Linked DNA regions of Mus musculus: region 2 is linked to region 1. Evidence: chromatin contacts called from public promoter capture Hi-C data. All regions are on one chromosome and are shown on one strand. The core of a region is the stretch at or near the end of the contact, and the rest is flanking DNA. Distances in the headings are between cores, read along the strand shown.

Evidence for each region. Promoter capture Hi-C pulls out the DNA fragments that hold promoters and counts their contacts.
Region 2: a promoter capture Hi-C map of cranial neural crest shows a contact between it and region 1. The contact joins the promoter of Omd here to the promoter of Fam120a in region 1. A contact is called at or near these places in 1 of 39 promoter capture datasets (cranial neural crest) and 1 of 115 datasets of contacts at active chromatin or transcription factors (large pre-B cells).

Annotation. Positions count from the first base shown.
Region 1 is chr13:48,965,782-48,971,895 of GRCm38.p6, forward strand. Fam120a (family with sequence similarity 120, member A) reads right to left here and starts at 2,279. Exons shown (of 18, transcript NM_001033268.3): 1 at 1,574-2,279. The coding sequence starts at 2,047. Fam120aos (family with sequence similarity 120A, opposite strand) reads left to right here and starts at 2,331. Exons shown (of 2, transcript NR_015601.1): 1 at 2,331-2,823; 2 at 3,157-4,124.
Region 2 is chr13:49,578,572-49,584,685 of GRCm38.p6, forward strand. It overlaps Omd (osteomodulin), which reads left to right and starts at 3,891. Exons shown (of 3, transcript NM_001360708.1): 1 at 3,891-4,242. All of the region lies in intron 5 of Cenpp (centromere protein P), which reads right to left.

The DNA.
Region 1 (6,114 bases), core at 1,029-3,528:
CCCCACCCACACACTTAAACACAACTTCACCAATTGCAACAGGACCCTGGGTGGGACTTCCGCAATCATTTTAGGCTTAACTACCACCATCACCACTGCCAGCAGGGATGGTCAGGAAGAGGGAGACATGCTAAAAGTTGTAACTCAAGCTCAGTTTCCAAAGAAAAGAGCAAGTTGGAAGACAGTAGCAAGTCTTAAAAACTCAAACAGCCTCACCCCTCCCCAAAGAAGTGTTTAAAAAAAAAATCATGAAAATGCAAAGCTATTCAAAGTTGAGGATCAGTTAGGTGCTCGGCTCTCAATCAACCTCGGAGCCCTTAAGTTCTCTGGCCCAATTCTGGCTGCAGAACCTTCTGCCAACGGGACAGCAGAGGGCTAACATGTGGAGCTCTCCCTCCTTACCCACCAATCAGGGCTAGTGAAGGTCACTCAACACTTCCTGTGCAGCAGAAAAACAGCTCTCACAAGCTCCTGCCTATGCCAAACGACCCCCAAATTCTTCTTCCTGGTCCTAATTGCTACCTTCATAGTAGACATACAGAACTGAACCACTTTAAAACTCAGAGAACTGACAAGAGCCCATCTCATCAAATTCACAGTACCATGAAATCTAAAACCAAAACGTTACCATAGACAATTTCTCCAAACATCTCATTTTCAAAGGTAGAAGAGCAGGGCATCTGCCTTGAGAATTAAGAGATCAGCCCTGGTTTATAACAAGGTTCCTTCCTCTCCCACAGCTTTGGAGGCTCTGTTTTCAGCTTCCTGTGCCTAAGGTCCTGGCAATATACTCTCATTATTTATTCTCCAGACTTCCAAGATAAACCTGTTGCTGGGAAAGAGTGGGTTAATTTCGACAGATGGGTATATGCTTAAGGATAAGGCCAGTGGGTAGCCTGTCGGCCTCTCAGGGGAGGAGAAAGACTGAGGATGTGGGAGACGACACCACCGATCCCACTTTGGGTGAGGGTCTATCCACCAGCCTCAAGTGTCATATGAACAAGTCTATGGGCCCACAGAGGCCAGAGAGTAGGGAGGAATGTGGTGGGTAGACTTCAACCACACCAGGCCTAAAGGCCCGGGCATCCATCTTGCTCTAGGGCCCCTCTGCCTAGCTTGCATCAAGCCTGGGCATGGTGACACGCTATGTCCCGAGAGGGGCCCTGAGAGACACTGAAGCCTGCTGAGGCCTTCCACGGGCAGGGGCACCCAGGACTCACTCTGGGCTAGGCTGGGCTTCCCGGAACTAGTTCAGCGCTGACAGTGACCTAAGAGACCTCCCAAGTCCAACCCAAATCCAAGCCCAAAAAGACCCTAGGCCAAGCCCCAAACCCCTGGGCCAAGGAACCTCAGACTCAACTCTGATCGCTACCCAAGCAATCCCAGGCCCAGCCCGAAGCGCGAAGAGGCCTGTAGCCCAACTGTGACTCCTGTCCAAGTGACCCCAGACCCCAACCCTGACCCAAACCCGAAGGGAATCGGTCCAAAGGGCACCAGGCCCGATCCTGACTCAGGCCCAAAGAGACCCCAGCCCCAGCCCTGGGAGACCCCGGCGAACCGGCTGCAGCCGCACCTTGACGTGGAAGCGGATGAGCGCCAGGCGGATGCAGTGGGCCATACAGACCGGAGGCAGGAACCAGACCTTGGGCGGTGGCGTGCCCTTGTTCTGGACATGGCTGACGATCTGCTGCGCTGTCTGGCGCTCGTTGCCCTGCCGCTTGACCCACTCGTGCAGCCGGGCCTTCTCGAGCGCGCCATTGAAGAAGACGAAGAGCTCGATGTTGCCTCCGAAGCAGGCCTTGGCCAGAGCCGCCAGGTAGCCGAGCATGTGGTTCCACTGGCCGCCGCTCACCCAGTCGGTGTAGAAGCCACCGTACAGGCGATGCAGGCAGTTGTCGGCATCCACCAGCAGGCGCAGCGGGGTCTGCGGGGGCCGCTGCCGCCCGCCGCCCACCAGGCTGCCCCGGGCCAGCTTCTGCAGCTCCACCGGCACCACGGCGCTCGGACAGTGCTTCTCGATGTAGTCCTGGAAGCCCTGCACGCCCATGGCGGCGGCGGCGGGGCGCGCGCGCGCGGGCGGCGGCGGGGCCGGCGGCGGCGGGGCTGGGGGCGGCAGGGCCGTGGCGCGGCCGGCGGGCGCGGGCAGCCTCAGGGCTGGCTGGGGCTGGCCGGGGGCGCGCTCACGGCCGCCGCGGCCGCCATGTGCTGCCGCCTCCCAGGGCCATGTCTGGGGAGGGACCTGCGCCGCCGCCGCGCTCTGCGAGGCCGAGGCCGAAGCTGGGCCGGGCGGGGCGGCGCTGACGTCGGGCCCGCCCGCGCGGACGCGGGAGGCGGAAGAGGCGGCGCCGGGGCCGCGGCCGGGCTCCCGGGGCGGCGGCGGCGGGGCGGAGAAGGCGGAGCGCTACTCGGCTTGTCGGGCCCTTTAGGGGGCCGCAGCCGGGCGGGTTCGGGGAGGCGCCTGGGCCCGTGCAGGCCGCGCCCGGAGGCCGCGGCCTCCGAGGCTGGCTCCGCCCCGCTCGCGGCTGCGGGCCCGGTAGGCGTGGCCGGCAGCCAGCGCTCCTCCTCCGCCGCGTGTGTCGCGCGGCGGGGTTAGGGGGAGCCTGGAGCCCGGGAGCGCGAGCCGCGGAGGAGGACGGCGGCGACAAGATGGCGTCGCTCCCGGGACGGGACGGCGGCTTCACGGCCTGGTGTCGGGACCCGGCTGAGGAGACTCCCCGAGAGGGGCAAGCCTCCCCGGCGTGCGCCGCCCTCCGGAGACGAGCGGACGTGCGCTGCCTCCAGGGGCTCGGGCTGCGAGGGTCCGGCTAAACCCAGGCGCCGACGGTACGTATGCTGAGCCAGGACCAAACGTTCTGAAGGAGAAGCTGTCCGCTGGGGACCTGGGCACGTAGCTCAGTTGGCACAGTGCTTGTCTGGGATCTTCGATCGCCCAGGGTTCGATTCCCGCGTGTTGCTTAGGCCGTAATCCCAGCATTCTGAAGTGGAGAGTAGAGGATCAGAGAAGTTCAAGGTCATTCCATCCAATTGGAAGCCAGCCTGGGCTACATGAAACCCGCCTCCCGCTCCCCCTTCCCCCAAGAAAAAGGAGCGGTTTTTTTTGTTTGTTTTGTTTTGTTTTTTTGCTTACCTTCAATTTTTCATCTGTTCTTTTTCTAGACAAGCCGCTGCTGGAGCGGGGTGCACTGGACACAGGAGTGACCCATCCATCGCACAGAACACCAAGTTCATGCAGACTCAAAGCCCCCCATCAGAGTCTTCGAGAATAGGCAAACTGAATTCTATAGTTTCTTTTAATTTTTTTTTCTTTTAAAGACTATTTTTATTCTTTGACAGTTTCATGCGTGTATACAATGAACTGTGATCATAACACCCCATTCTTCCACCAATCTCAAACACAGGCTCCTGTGATGTAGACAGATGAAATGCGCTTAGGGCCTTGATGGATTTTCCTTAATTTTTTTAAACCCGATACGTTATGCCACTTATGTATAAAATTAGTGATGAGGCCACTAGTCCGCCTAGCTGAGTAGAAAACTTAATCCCAGAGTAAGTAATTCCATGTCATTTAGAAATTAAGATTACACTTAAAGCCTCACTAAATAATAACATCCCCCAAAATAATCAAGTTTTATGTAATTCACAGCTAGTATACAAGATTGCACATGAATCACTTGTATTTTCTTAACAAGATTACATTCCATATATATTTCATTCACTTGTTTAGGTTTGTGTTTATTTTTGTTGTGGTTTCTTGTTTGCTGGCCTGCTTGGGCTAGCCCTTTGCCATCCTGACTGCCTGGCCTGTTTTTTATTTCTTTTAAACATTACTGCTTTTATTTATTTATTTTAAAAAGGGAGAGGGGAGAAAGCTTTTGTGCTAGCACCCATGATTTTGGAATTAAGCATACATTTTATTTTAAGACCGTAGGATGGTGATCCTTCTAAAAGAAAGTATCACTCTCCTTAAGAGAGCCTTGGCTTTCTGTGGCCTCCCAGGTTGTTATACAGATGTTAGCAATGCCAGCTTTTGTAGTCACTTCTGTACTCTGTGATTGTATAGACTGTGCTTTGGAATTTTGAGAACTTTAAAATTCATTTTCATAATAAAAGCCCTCAAAATTTCATCATGCTTGCTTTCCCTGTTTAACTGTGTATGCCCTCCAAACTTATTAATGATTGGGAAATTGTTTGGCTAACAACGCTATAAAGAAAATTCAGGAGTTGAGTGATGTTTAAATTTTCTAAATATCTAAATCCTATTTGAAAAATACTAAATCTTAGAGTCTGCTTGGGAATACAATATGATTAGGGACTTTTTTTTCTCCATTTAGGGCTGTATTAGAGAAACTTTTCATGAAGTGATTACCACACTACTGAGGGGAAAAATAAATGAATAATACTGCATGACCATAGACTTCCAAGAATTCTCACCCTTTTAATTCCAGAACTCAGGATGCAGAGGCAGGTGGACCTGGGTGAATTGAAGGACAATCTTCTGTACCTAATGAGTTCCAGGTCACCAGTGCTACACAGAGAGACAGAGAGACCCTGTCTCCCCGACTGCCTCCAAAAAAAAAAAAAGGATTATGACTACTAGATTAATAGAGAGAGCCAGCCAGCCACAGAGCACAGAACTTAAGCAGGCGGGGGCGGGGGGGGGGGGGGGGCGGGAGTTTACTCTCAGCATTTCAACTTGTTTCCCATCGGCTAATTTACTTACAGCTTAAAGCAGGAAAATGTTGCCCTTTTTTTGGTTTGGGAGTTGGGGTTGGGTTTTGGGAATTTTCGAGGTTTCACTCATAGCCCAAGATGCCCTGGACCCCACTGTGCAGCCAGCCAGCCTCAATATACAGCAATCATCCTCAGCCCCCTGAGACCTGGGATTGCAAGTGCAGGGCATGTTGCCCGCCCAACATGATGCCTACCCGACACGCCCCGAGATCAGGAGGAGAGATCAGGAGGAGACACGGTATTCCCGCTGGGGTTTGATTCCTGGGGTGTGCCTAGCCCTAACCTGTGCCTGGGTGCGACTTCAGAGTCCCCACAGAGCATGCGCACGCTTGGTCTGCATGCAGTCTCAGGCTGTTCTAGTCTGGGGGCTTCTGGTACTCTGGGATTAAGCTTTCTACTCAGCTAGGCGGACTAGAAATGTTCTCTTCACAGCTGCGAATTCATTTTCGCTTTGAGCTGTTTTAAAAATACATTTTATGGGAAAGTAAGATTCTAACTTTTGGGTGTGTCTTAATTAGGCTTTCTCTTGCTGTGGTGGAACACCAGGACCAAAAGCAGCTTGGGTTGGAAAGTATTTCTTTCACTTACACTTGAGCTTTCCTTACTGAAGGGAAATCGAAGCAAGACCTCAAACAAAGCAGGCACCTAAGGCAGGAAGGAGCTAATGCAGTGGCTGCAAACGGTGACTGCTCATTGGCTTGCTCGGCCAGCTTGCTTTTATAACCCAACCACCAGGCCAGGAATGACTCCACCCACAAATGGCTGGGCCCTCCCACGTTAATCATTAAGAAAATGCCTTACAGACTTGTGTACAGCCTGATCTTGAAGAGGCATTTTCTCAGTTGAAATCCCTTCTCTTAGATGACTCTGGCTTGTGTCGAGTTGACATAAAACTAGCCAGTACAGCACAGATAAAGAGAAGAGTCCTAACCAGGTGGTGTGGTGCCCGCCTGTGATCCCAGCATTCTGAGTTCAAGGACAGCTGGGTCTATCTACAGAGTAGGTTCCAAGATAGGGCTAGACAGAGAAACCCTATCTTGAAAGACCAAAAAAGACGATGAAGAAAGAAAAGAGCAAATTCCTGGAATGGTTACTATGTGAAGAGCTACTTCCCATGTCAGCCATAAGTCCCTGCATGTCCTTGAGGCTGGAATTGCCCCTTGCTTGCCCATCTGTACTAATTGAGGTTGTTTGGTGTTCCTTATGTCCTATGTGCCGAATGCTGGCACCTAAAACCTCTTCTCTAGCACCCCTCTTTCCTGAAGCTAGAGATTGGGGACCATGCCTTGTGGACTTCCACCCAGGACTCCTAAACTCTGTTTTAGGCTAGGATAGAAGAGGAGAAAAGAGAAGTGTCTGACTTTGCACTGGAACCCAGGATCC
Region 2 (6,114 bases), core at 2,641-5,140, 610 kb after region 1:
CTCAGTATGTTAACTACACTGCACTAGATGGTGTCACACCCAACGAATATGGAGAGCACAAATTGGAGTGGGTAGGTTATTTATTGGAGAAGAGAGAGGATTGAGGGGGAACACAAAGTTGTCAAGAGGGGTGTAAAGAGGTGGAGTGGACATGGGGATGTTAAGGTAAAAGGTTGGGAGTGAATGATTCAATACATTGTATGAAATTCTCAAAGAACAACAAAAAGTGGTTTTATATAAAGTAATATGGGAGAAAAAAAGGTTGGAGAAGAAAATGTGTGACTCTGAGACCAGTCAATGCCATCCTGAGAATAAGTGGATAGCGTAACAAAACATGGAAGGCCAGAAGATCTTCAAAGTTACTATGCAAAGGACTTCCCTACATGTCCATTCTGGGAGTGAAGGAAGGACGAGCACTTAGGTTAGAGGTTGTTGGGTTTTCCTAATAACCGCAGTACCTGTTACAAATTCTCAGATTCATGCTTGGGGAATTTGTCTTCCCATGTTTAGGGTGTAGTGATTTTAGACCCAAGAATTTTAACAAGAAGCTCTACTAACTCTAAAGGAGCTAGACTGTCTGCTTCAGGAGGCTTTAATTTGAAGAATTCCAAGTTTCTTCTGCTTTATGTAAGAGAGTATGAGACTGGGATGGGGGAAACTGTTTACAGAAAAAGTAAATGTTGAAGGAAAAGAAAGCTTATGAAAGAGTTTGTTTCTCAGTGAATACAAAGTAAGTGGTGAGCCATGTTTGTCCAGGAAAATGTGGTACTCAGTGTGTGGGCTAGTACTACAGCTATCCAACAGGGCCCATCTGAAAGAGCTCACTTACTAGATACTGTATTTCCTCTGCAAGCATGGTTCCAAGCCAGTGAAGTACGTGTAATCCCAGCTAGCAGGGAGACCATGGCCAGAGAATTGCTTATACTACAGGGTTTGAAGCTAGTCTAGACAACATGGCAAAATTTTTGTTTTTAAAACAAACAAAATAAATAGTACGATTCCATTTACAGCACTGGAAGGAGGGTCCGTCCAAGTACAGGTCTACCAAGATGCTGGTACCGGCTAGCCCTCTATCTTAGGGTTTTTATTTTGGTGAAGACACACCATGACCAAGGCAACTGTTACAAAGGCAAACATTTCATTGGGGCTGGCTTACATTTCAGAGGTTCAGTCCATTATCATCATGATGGGAAGCATGGCAATTGTGCAGGCAAACGTGGTGCTGGAGAAGGAGCCAAGAGTTCTACACCTTGATCTGACGACAGCCAGGAGGAGACCGTCTTTAAACACTGGACAGAGCATGAGCACTGGGCGACTCAAAGCTCACCCCCACAGTGACGCACGTCCTCTAACAAGGGCACAATTCCTAATAGTTAATAGTGCTACTCCCTGTGGGCCAAGTATTCATACATCTGAGTCTATGGGGGCCATACCTATTCAAAACACCACCCTCCAAGGATACCTCCTGTTCTTCATCTGTATGCAGGGCTGTTGCCATGTTAGTCCCTCTCTTCTGACACTGACTTGGCTTACTCCCACACAATATTTATTAACATCTAAAATTCTGTTATCTAAAACAGTATTGCATCCTTTCTTCCTTGTTTATTTGTTCGTTTGGTTGTTTTAAAAAGCAGTTTTAGGTTCATTGCAAAACTGAGCTGATGAAGGTACAGACCTTCACAGATCCCTCTCTTTGCAAAGAGCTTCTTTTGGTGTTTTTCAGTGTCCCAGGTCCATTTTACACTTTCCTTGTCCCAGTTCTTCTAGATCAGTCATTTCCCCCATGCACAGCCCTAGTTCCTTTTCATTTAGAATGGTGTTTAAACCCAAGATCTGGTTGCCAGCTCAGTTCTACAAGGATATAATTAATTACATGTCCTGGAAGCTTCAAAGCAAGGCTATGTACACATGTATTCTAACCTGTGTATGTACACATGTCTATAAAAACCCATCATGTATAGTCATTCGTGTGTGCATTCATCTAAACCTGAGTTCTTACTACTGTGTCACACTCTAATCCATCAACCACTCGCACTGGTTTTCCCTTGCTTACCTTTAACATCCCATTTCATCAGTGCAGTGCTTGGCTCCCACCACCCACCATAGGGTAACTTCATTGCTCCACCCCGGCTCACAGACAGCAGGAGCAGAGCTGCCCATCTGCACTTCTCTACCTTACTTATCTTTATCCTTTACCTTGATTTCTTCTCTGCTATACTCTGACCACTCAATAAACTTTTATTTTTTACTTATCTCCTCTATGACAATAAGATTCTCACTACTGAGTCCTCAATTTTAAACTATTTTACACAAATAGGTACTTAATTTTTTTTAAAGAGCTGAACAATGAACAAATAAATGAGAAAAATTACCTATTATATTAATTAGGCTGAACCAGGAGGCTTTCCCTAGCCAGCACTAGTATGTTGTTAAGCTTTGAGATGCCGTGTCTGTTTCAATAAAATCATAACTCTACCATATAATTTAAACTTTTTAAAACCAATTCATCTGACTTCTCTCCATTTGGTACAATGAAGTTGCCTAAGAAATCAGTAATCAGAAACTCGCCTATCCTCTTTCATTTTCAGTCACTGCCAAATGCAACATCATATACACTGCTAGCCTCCTTTAAATTTTCTAGAAACACTTTTGTTTGGGGAACAGGGGTTCTTTGTGTAGGTCTGGTCATCCTGATGACCAGGCTGTTCTGGAACTCAAAGATCTGCTTGCCTCTACTATCCAAGTGCTGGGATTAAAGGTGTGCATCACCACTTCTGGTTCTAGACTTTCAAAAAATGTGCTCTAGTATTAGTGATATATTTTCCTACCTAATCTAGAAACAAGAACAACAGAATCACTATTTTAAGACCACAACATACAATTAATAAAGAATTATATTTAAAAATTAAGTGGCTGATTTTAACTTAATCTTTTAAAAGAACTATAAGGGGACTAAAACAATGCTTGAGAAAAACATACAGATTTGTTCTTCTCCCGAGTGTGAAAGCCTGAGGTTTAAGAACAAAGACAGTAATAGGAAACATATGGAAAAGATCGGTAACTAAATGGAATCTTGGCCCAAGTGCGGTCTGCCACATTTCACATACCAATGTCTCGAGTAATAGACTAGATGTTTACAATGTTGCCAAAGCACCGTTGAAATACTATATACTTTTCTTAAATCTGAAACATTAAAATAAATCCTCTAGGTTACTTATAAAGTCTAATAGAAAACACTGTTTTGAAGAACCAAAACTTCTCAAGCTTGAAAGAATGTCTTTCCAAAAAACTCAACAGCTGATGCCAAGAGACACAGCTAACTCTGTTTAACTATGAAAACATTAGCACAAAAATGTAGCCTTGCAGTAAGCAGGCTTGCTAGCTGCAACTCTTAAGGAGGGCTCCTTCAGCAAATGAAGAAAGTTTCTAAATCCATACAATAAAAGGTAGAAGAAGTGACTGAGCAGCAGAGGCTTTTATTCGATCCCACTTAAAGACAAAGTGGACTATAAAATTATTTTGTGTACTGAGCCGAAAGGCAAGGCACTAGCATACATAGCTGAGGGAATTCATTTCTCTTTAAAAGTTATTAGTAGTCTTTATAAGTGGGAAAGCTGTGCCTTTAATCTGTGAAACCAATGCACTCTACTGCATTCTCAAAGTAAACTAGATGTGAAATGCTGTATGTTTCCACTTCTGATTCTTAGTCAAGAGTCAAAGGAAAGCACTGATGTGAATGCAAGCCTCTGTCAACCCAGGAACCGGATACAATTTTGAATTCCACCTTAAATTGCTGAGACACTGGGCTCCAGGTCACAGTGGACTTTAATCTGAAGAATTCTTTGGCATAAAAATGAAAATAAAAACAGTAATCAGTACATGTTGTTTCATTTAGTCTTGTTTGCCTTTCATATTAAGAGAAAATTCTTGCCACACCTCAAACCAAAATTAAGGAGAAAAGAAAGAAGTTAGCCACATAAATCTGACCAAGAGCACAAACATCTTACTTTGAATCCACAAAATTCTGTATAATGAAAAGAAGTACAAAATTTTAATTCAACCCAAGTGTTTTCCAAGCAGATTGTATTTACTTAAATTGCTCCAGTAATTCAAAGGACAGCCCTGTCTGCACACTGAGTTACTGTGGATTTTTAAGAAACTTCGCTAAAGAATTTAGGCATTTCTGATTCAGTTAAAGGATTGCCAATTCATCAGTCCCTGAAACTAGAGCAATCTCAACAGGTATGATGATAAAGTAATTTTCAACTCTTAAAGTATGTATTCTTACTGTTACAAAAGTGTCTTAGGGTTGCTAAATATTAAATTAGACTGCACTTATCATAAAAGCGCAATCGGGGAAGCAAAATCTGACTAAAAATTAAATTAAAATTTCGATTAAGCAAAATGTTTAAGCAAAAAGACCAGCAAGGTGAGTTTAAATTTCTGATTTAAAATGACTCAATAAGCAATATTTGTTTAGATTATTTTTAAAATAAAACTGGACAAAGGGAAAGAATCTTCGGTTAAAGGAATCAATTTCTCTTTAGTTTCTTGGGTTTGTTTTTCTGCTCTTAATTTTAAATGACAAAAAATTTGCTAAACAATTTTGCTAAAAAAAAATGCTTTGTTGTAATTTTTTCTACTGGGCAAATTTCTGATTTAGAATGTTTGTTTTCATTTGTATCATTCCCAAGACAGGAACATTTTGTCTGGTTATTAAAGGATTCTTAAGTTTAAGTTAATTACGATTTAAATGTATTGTGTATGTATGTATGTATGTATGTATGTATGTATGTATGTACGTATGTATGTATGCATGTATGTATTATTTTAACTGAGACACACTTTTTTTAAAGAGCAAAAGACTAAATTTAAAGTTGTCTTAGACAAGAATTAACAGGTACAGATGATCTTTATATCCTGGCTTCTATGGCCTATCAGTAAAACGGTTAAGAGCTTTAAAACAGTGACATGCTACAATGCTTTTACCTTTAAGTTTCCAGAACTAAGTAAATTATAACACTTTTATTAATTTGGATTAGGACCTACATTCATTTAAAAACATGAGTGTTTTTCTTCAAGTAAGAGAAATGTTATGATAAAGAAACTCTTATTGTGTTATTTGCAAAATTCATATTAATGGATAATTTCTTAAATTTTACATTGTTGCTTTGCTTTATTTTTTCTTCATCTCTCATATTTCTAATAGACAATATAAGTAAGAAATATCACATATTGTTATATAGAAATAAGTACAAAAGATAACAGCTAAGTTCTCTAACTTTTAACCATCTAAAGAAACCAGCATGGTGAATGCCTAGAGAAATAAACATTAACAGAGAAAGGCACTGCTAACAAGCCATAACCTGTGACTTAAGTCACTCATTCCATAGATCTTTGACTGCTTAGAGCAAGTGCACTGCACTGAGGCTTTGTTAAAACCTAGAGACTGGGAAATGAGATGACTCACAGTGAGTTACTCTGATGGTCTCTGAGTTATATTACAAAGAACAGGGCAGAAATTGTAGAATATGGAAGCAAAAGTAACCAAATATGCTCAGCAATGACTAAGAAGAGACTCACTGGGTAAAATGAATTAAAATCACTAAAGAGAAAGAAGGTACCACAGTGGAAGAGAGGAAGACTAGTAAAGGGCAGGATTTCAGTGGAAAAATGGCTCTCCAGGGAAATCTTCCTGAAGTGTTTACGAAGACCAAAAGGAGACAACATGAATCCTTCTATCGTCAAAGGCCTTTGTTTTTGATGCTAAGTTAAGCTGCCATGAAGTATTATCGGGATTTCCTTTTCTTCCAATGTCTCAAACTCCTGAGATTCTAATTCTAAAATGTAAGGTTGCTTTTGAGGACTGCTAATGGTCTCCATACAAGGATAAAATCTTCACACAACGAAAAGACAGAGTGGATGCTCATGAGCAAGTGCGGCAGAACTCTAGAGTCCTTTGTGGCCTGGCGTGGTGCCACAGACCAGCTCTACTTCTTGGCTCTCAGTGCGTATTTTGGGAAAGCAGCCCCTAAGAATCTACTGCTAGTGGCTGTATTGGGACTGAAATTAAGTAGCAAAAATGCTTTTAAAAGTTACTATAGCAAGTACAAT